Linked DNA regions of Gossypium hirsutum: region 1 is linked to region 2. The links are chromatin contacts, called in public Hi-C maps. All regions are on one chromosome and are shown on one strand. Each heading gives the region's core, a stretch centred on a gene start, on an enhancer-like site or on the middle of the called end of the contact. The rest is flanking DNA. Distances are from core to core; before and after follow the strand shown. Region 1 holds the start of LOC107962687 (asparagine--tRNA ligase, cytoplasmic 1). Region 2 holds the start of LOC107962697.

Region 1 (3,850 bases), core at 596-3,095, 170 kb before region 2:
CATCCACATAAAGCAGGTAGAAGAAACAATTAGAAAGACTTGCATACCTTTCATGCTCAACATTTAAAGCAGGTAGAAGAAATAATTAAAAAGACTTGCATACCTTTCATGCTCAGAAGCCAAATCAATCCCCCACTTCACTTCATTCTCAAATTTCTTACCACCTTTCACAGCTTCCTCTAAAAGCTCCACCGCTTCTGTGTATGATATCCGTACAAAGGGAATTGAAGCAACCATTCTCAACCGATCAATGCAACCTTTATCATAACTTTTAGCCATGAATTGCATATCGTCAAGGCATTTATCAAGCAACCAATTGCACATATACTTCACATAAGCCTCGGCACAGTTCATGTCATCCTGTAAAAGCATCCAATCTTTTGACTTAATTTTCTACATAGATGAAAGTAAAGGAGTACTATAAACGCCAGCCATACCTGTAGATCTGCAAATGCTATTTCAGGCTCTACCATCCAAAATTCTGCCAAATGCCTTGAAGTGTGAGAGTGTTCAGCCCGAAAAGTTGGCCCAAATGTATACACGTTACTAACAGCACAAGCATATGTTTCAACCTGCAGTTGCCCAGAAACTGTCAAAAAAGCTTGGCGGGCAAAGAAGTCTTGAGTGTAGTCAATCTTCCCATCCTTCTTGGGAATCCCAGGTTTCAATTTAGATCTCTCCTCCAGCTTAGAGAGATTCTCCTTTGCTTTGTTAAGTTCAGCCACAGAAGCAGTGATTTCCGATTTGCTTGCTTTGGCAGCTTTAAGCTGTTTAACAGCCTCTCCTCTCTCGCTCACAACTTGCCTAGCTGCTTCTATGTCAACCTCCGATGGAGGAGGGTTTTTAATCAGTTCCTTCTCCAGCTTTTCAGATTCACTAATCAAAGTTGTGACTTGAAACATCTCACCAGCACCCTCACAATCACTAGTAGTTAAAATTGGAGTGTGCACATAAAGGAAATTATGCTCTTGGAAGAATGAATGCGTAGCAAAGGCAAGTGCGTTCCTAATTCGAGCAATGGCTGCAATCTGAATCCACAAATAATTACCAAGAATTACAAAATAACAAAACAAATAGCAAAATACCTATTGCACAGCATTAAAAGGTTCCTAAATTTACCAAATTTGGTTTCCAATTGAACTCAGCACTGTTCACTTGTCAGGAATATTAATAACTATACCTTCAATATTGTGTAGTAGTAGTAAAATTTTAAGCTTTTTTTTCAGGGAAATAGTATTATTTTTCAACGTTCCGTAAAAAGAAGGGATGAGCATTCAATTTGGGTAATGATTCATACCGTGTTGGTCCTAGCTCGAAGATGAAGATGATCTCTCAAAAATTCAAGCGTGAGCTTCGTTTTTGGAATCGGGTACTTAGCAGGATCCACCTCGCCTAAAGAAACCACTTTTTCGACCCGAAGCTCAATCTTCTGCCTCGTGCCTTCAGGTGGCACCTTCAATATCCCATCCACCATCACGCAGGTGCCGGTCGCCACCAGCTTGCTCAGAACAGCCAGTCCGGCGTCCACAATCACCTGCAAGTTCGCCGGGCTCGACCCATCATTCAATTCCAAGAAGGCGAAAGTTCCTTTCCCTTGCTCTCTCCCTGTCTTTACCCAACCACCGGCCCGGACTCGTTGCCCAGCAAGGCCAGCCCCGCCATCTGGCCGGCCCACGATGGAACGGATCAGGACACGGTCAGAAAATGCGTGTTTCTCAACGGTGTCAGTCAAGTTCAGCGCGGCGAGTTGGTCCGACGGCGGCGGCGCCTGATCTGTTTCCGCCATTGGATTTTTTGAGCGAGACAAAAATGAACGAGGAAAATGAGGGCCTTAGAGAAACTTAAGTGATATAAACCCTAAAACTAGACTTTATATGTAATCAGGAGCGATCTGTTGCAGCCAAGACTACATTAATTTCAATGTACTCCAATGGGGCAGGGTCACAATGTCTTTTTTAGTACACGTGTGTCTTTTTAATTGGTGCATAATGAATCCCACGGAATCTTTTGCGTCTGAAACTGACGAAAAAACTACCAAGGATTCAGAGAGCGCGTTATTTTAAGGTGGAATCCTGTTTTCATGCTGGCGCTCCTACAATCATACTTCGTCCAAAAACTTGTTTTTTTAATTAATTTCACTTTTAATTCTTTATTATAAAAAGTAAAAAAAAAAACAGATTTAACTTCTTTATAGTAAAATGTAAATATGGCAAATAAACAATTTGCTTGTCTCATAATTATTTTTTCATTAGTTTATTGATCTGCGCATGCATGAGTTAATATTATATATAAAATTTGATATGCTAGCTTATTCAATTATGTTAAATTCTAAGTTTAGTGATAACAATGAGATGTAATGTAATGATCCATTAGAGGGAATGTTTTCTTGAGTATGATGCATTAGAGAGAATGCTTTCTTGAGTTTTAACTGTGTTAGTAATCATAAAATATTAGAAATCTTATTACATACGTATACAACAATTGTAAGCTTATTTGAGTTAGCAATGACTAATCTTTTTTACATTCCAATTTGTTAATATCACTATTTTCATCTTTTACTGTTATCGTGTCTTGTTATCTCTCTCTCATCGACAACTTTAGTTTGCTTCTGTTTACTTTGCTATTTGCTTCAGTTTTTTTTATGGTTACTTGTTTTTCTATACGGTTCTTGGGTTTCTCTATTACAATGACCATTACAGATTTCAATGGAAGAGGTGGAGAGCCTATCACCATGGACTACAATAATCCAATGTAGCTGCATCCTTCAGATACACCAGACACATAGTTGGTTCTGCAAAAGCTAATGGGTCATGAAAATTATGCCATTTGGAGCCAATCCATGCGAATTGCATTGTTGGCCAAGAATAAGCTTGATTTTGTTGATAGAGAATTGATGCAACCAATTTTTCAGTCACAATGTGATCGTTGCAATGCAATTGTTCTTTCATGGATCTTGAACAATGTTAATATCGATCTGTCCATTGGAGTCGTGTTTGCAACCAATGTTGTCCAAGTATAGAAAGACCTTAAGGAATGTTACGATAAGGCCAATGGGTCACATATATTCCTTCTTCATTGGGAGATTGCTCCACATATTCAAGGTACTACCTCCATCTCTAATTTCTTTACTCGATTAAAGTTGCTTTGGGATGAGTATAATGCCTTGGTGCCAGTTTCTTCATGTAATTGTGAAATGTCCTCAAGATTTTAGAGCATGTTCAACAATAGAGATTGTTTCAATTTCTCATGAGCTTGAATGATCATTATACTGCTATATGTAGTCACATTTTTCTTATGCAACCATTACCTGCGGTAAATCTTGCATACTCTATGATGATTTAAGAAGAATCCCAACGGCAACATACTTCAGGAGTTTCCTTTAATGACCCAATAGTCTTGTATTCTTCAAACATTCAACAACAATCTAAAAAAACAGGTTTAATGGAATATGTTATCATTGTAAGGTAAATGGGCATAAACGAGAATCTTGCTACAAGTTGATTGGATTTCCTCCAGACTTCAAATTCATTAAACGCAAGTCAAATACTTCAATGGAAAATTAGGTTGGCTCGAACAAATCGTCAACTGAAACTTCTATTGCTACAAATTCTCTACCTTCAGCCTCGATATTCACCTAAGAGTAGTACCAACCAATTTTAAATCTCTTGAGTAATGATTCGAAGCCAGTAGATAATTCGAATGTAGGTGCTACACATATGGTAGGTATGGTTTCTACACTGTCTTCCTTCTAGTGGATTTTGGATATTAGAGCTACAAACCATATGATATCTGATGAACGATACCTGGAATCTTTGATTTCATGTGCTTCAATCTCATTGTTTGTTCAATT
Region 2 (3,922 bases), core at 449-2,948:
ATATGGGAATAACTTGAAGAACTAGTTTTATAAACACTTGTTTTCCACCCTGGGGAAGATAGTGCACACTCAATGCTTTCATTTTAGCACTGATTCTACCTATAATTTTGTTAAATGCTTGACGTAACACCCTTATCCGACCCCTTTGTTGGATTCGATTATGGGCGTCACCACTGAATCGGGTTAATGTACATATTTAGACATTATTTTAAAATCGAATTGTATTACCTACTTATAAAAAACTTACAAAAGAAGTCAAATTATTAAATAAAGTTCGTTGTCTCAGCTTTAGACCCTAATGAAACCATTTTGTTACAACATATTCGCCTTTTGGTGAAGTCTCAATGGTATCCCCTCTCAATGTGCATAACACTTTCCAGATGAATTTCCTTGATCTCACATGGTCTAGCTTGGTCTCTTCTCGAACTCTTTACCCAATGAATCCTGCAATCACAAGTCATACTCTTGTAAGTTCGAATGAACGTAATAAATTTCTAAGTTACACAAAACATGTCCCACCTTGTTAGGGTTCAAATAAATGAAGCACAACCAGAGGAGCCCCTATGGCAAGGAGGGATTTTGAAAGATGAGCCTCCCGTTATGAGACTGACCATTATTGGCGAAACTACAAATGGTTTTTATGCTCCAGCTTTTCTCTTGAAGAATCTCACCTTGGGCAATCTTTACTGTTAGCCCAATTAAGTTCTCTATTACATTCAAGCTTGTTTCTTCGTTACTCGATGAATATCATACACAAATATGAGCCAATCACTAACATTCAATTGCTCTTGGTAACCCTTCATTAGGAAGTGTTTCAAGCTTTTAACACTCAAGAATGGAGCGAAAGAAAAAAAGAGATTCTCATGCCACAAGTTAAGTTTGGACTTAATATTAATATATTTTATGCTTTATTTAGTTTTGACTTGACTCAAAATATGAATATAAAATTTTGTCTAAATCTATTCATATTTACAAAAGATACTTAAATTAATTTTAGGCTGACTCATATTATTTTTATTTTTTTAAATATTTATATTATTTTAATTAATATTTAATTATTTTATATATTTTTATTGAAAATTTTTATATAGCCATTTTTATATTATTTTAATATTTATATTAGAGTAGTATTAAATATTTAATATATGTTTATTTTTAATATTTTATATTTTGTATAATATATAAAAGTAACTTAGCCTATTCAATTCTAGTTCAGTTAGCATCAATATTGTTACTTATGCAAGAGGACGTGGGTTTGAGCGCTTTGAAGTACATTTATCCTCCTATTGAAGGGTTGGGGAGAGACTATGGGTAATTCTAGACAATTTGTATAAAAAAATTATAAACTTAAAAACAGGCTTAATTTTTTTTTTGTCTAAATTCATTTTTCGAGCTTAATATTTTTACCTAATCCTCCTAAATATCGGACGAGCCTTTAAAATTAGACAAATAGTCTAGCCCGTAAACAGATCTAATGAGAGATGTTGAAAAAGAAAAAGTGAAGAAGGAGAGAAAATAATTTAATTTAATTTTTATTTATAAATAAAAATAAAATAAGTGAATTTTTTAATGAATTTGGAAAAAAAAATTGAAATGAGAAAAGTTGCAAAACTTAAAAGATAACAACATGGAATGGAGTTGAAACTCAAGTGTTGCGTGGCAACGGTGAAGTGGGAACAGCTAACAAAATTTGAAAAAATAAAATGAATTGATCTTATCTAGTGATGAAAGACCATTCCAATCAATTAATAAATAAAATTACTGAAAACCTTCACCACCTGGCGAACAATTAATCAAACATGAATATTGGGCCATAGGTTCAGGCCCATAATGGCCTCAAGAAACCATTGAACTGACACGTGCCACCACGTGTCTAATTGCTCTACTTTCCCTATTGTCATTTCCTTTTCCATATACATTATTCCAGAAATAACCTCAAAACTTTCACATGTTTTCAGTTCTACCCTTCGTTCCACTTCAATCCACACTCTTCTACTCATAAGTGATGATTCCATTGCAATTTACTACACATTTTTACAATTAAGATTGTTTCTAGTAAGCCCAATTTGATTTTTCTCTCTGTAATGAGTCTTCCATCCTTTAAATGGCTCGATTTTCTTGTTATTTTTTCCTTTTACTCTTCATTTTCACCATAAACCCTTGTCTCGCCGTTGTTCAAATTGATGAATTCTCGATCATCGACTCGGACCTCCTCTCTTCTCACGGTGACTACTCTCCGCCTTCTCCTCCGCCGCCTTCCTTGCCGCCGCTTCCTCCGTCTCTTTCGTGTGAGGAAGATTTAAACGGAATTGGCTCACTGGACACTGTATGTGAGCTCAATTCCAGCTTCAGTTTTGACAGCGATGTGTATATAGCAGGAAACGGAAGCTTCCACGTGCTTCCTAATGTCATTTTGAGTTGCCCTATGAAGGGCTGCTCAATTTCCATCAATGTGAGTCGTGGGGAATTCAGTTTGGGGCAGAACGCCGGCGTATTTACCGGGACATTCTTTGTTTCGGCGAGGAATGCGAGTTTCTCTAAAGGTTCAGTGGTAAATGTAAGCAGCTTAGCCGGTCAACCCCCGGCTCAGACGAGTGGAACCCCTTCGGGGATTCAAGGTGCGGGCGGGGGCCATGGTGGAAGAGGCGCAAGTTGCGTGTCGGATAATTTGAAACTGCCGGACGATGTGTGGGGAGGAGATGCTTACTCTTGGTCAACTTTGGATAAGCCTTGGAGTTATGGGAGTAAAGGAGGGACGACTAGTAAAGAAGAGGATTATGGAGGGGAAGGTGGTGGGAGGATAAGGTTAGAGGTGGAGGAGGCCATTGAAATTGGAGGGAGTTTGTTGGCAAATGGAGGTGATGGTGGTGTAAAAGGCGGTGGAGGCTCAGGTGGAAGTATTTATATCAAGGCTCATAGAATGTAATTTAATTTGTTTTCCCCTGCTCATCAGTTTTGTAGGTTTCACGTGAGTTGAACTTTAACTGCTATGATGATATAATTGTTTTGTGTAGTTGATTGATTTATGATGCTTTAGTTCGTCTTGATACTGATTGTCTTCAATTGCCGTAAATAACTTTGCCAAATGGTCCCCTTTTCTTAAGTATAGACTGAACTTTCTAAGCATAGTCAACACTGATACATTTATGCATTTATTGCAAATATGACATTGTATTTATTTTGTCGTCAAGGATGTTGTGGTTATAAATTGGGAGGTCAGGATGCATCATCTGAGAAAAAGAGTGAGGATGAAAGTAAAAAAAAAAAAAAATGAGAGGAAGTCAAAGTAAATTCAAAGTTTAAAGAAAGAAGATGCATAAGGCTCTGGAGGAACTTATGGCATTTTTAGAAAAGAGAGAGTGTGAGTGGATGTCTAAGATAAGGACTTTCAGAATTTGGCTACAAAGTTCAGTGATGATTTAAGTTACAGTTGGAATACCTTTGCTGGAATTTTCAAGCCTGCAGTTTCTAGAAATTAGATGAAATTTATATGTGGACCAACATGTTGAGAAATCCTATGCTTTTTCTCCCATACTTGTGGTTTTGAAGTTATTGTATGCTCCTTATTTTGAAATTGATTGTAGAGTTTGTTTCTCAGAATGTCACTTAATTCGGCTTCTTTACTGTTGTTTTATTATTGAAATATGTTTTCTGTGCATAAATTAATAATTTTATCACTTGTATCTGGAGAATCAGATCTTCATCTGTTACTGTATGATCAGCACATAAAATCGATTTTCTAGCAAATGTAAAGGTCATGTTCTCATTTACTCTATTATTAAATTCTTGTTAAACTCTTTGTGGTTGTGATTCTTCTTCTATCCGTTAATGTACTTTCATCTCTCTTCAAGAGGAAAAAGATGATTGTATGTCCGATTTTGCTCCATCTCATGTTTAATACTTGTATCTTCCTGCAGTATTC

Evidence for each region. Hi-C and Micro-C count contacts between places; a contact is called where the count stands out from the background.
Region 1: a Hi-C map of leaf shows a contact between it and region 2, with 1.9 times the contacts expected there. The contact joins the promoter of LOC107962687 here to the promoter of LOC107962697 in region 2. A contact is called at or near these places in 2 of 34 Hi-C or Micro-C datasets (both in leaf).

The regions. Positions count from the first base shown.
Region 1 is chrA06:17,289,793-17,293,642 of Gossypium_hirsutum_v2.1, reverse strand. It overlaps LOC107962687 (asparagine--tRNA ligase, cytoplasmic 1), which reads right to left and starts at 1,845. Exons shown (of 6, transcript XM_041115263.1): 1 at 1,298-1,845; 2 at 438-1,028; 3 at 104-360. The coding sequence starts at 1,786.
Region 2 is chrA06:17,114,901-17,118,822 of Gossypium_hirsutum_v2.1, reverse strand. It overlaps LOC107962697, which reads left to right and starts at 1,698. Exons shown (of 22, transcript XM_016899173.2): 1 at 1,698-2,922. The coding sequence starts at 2,105.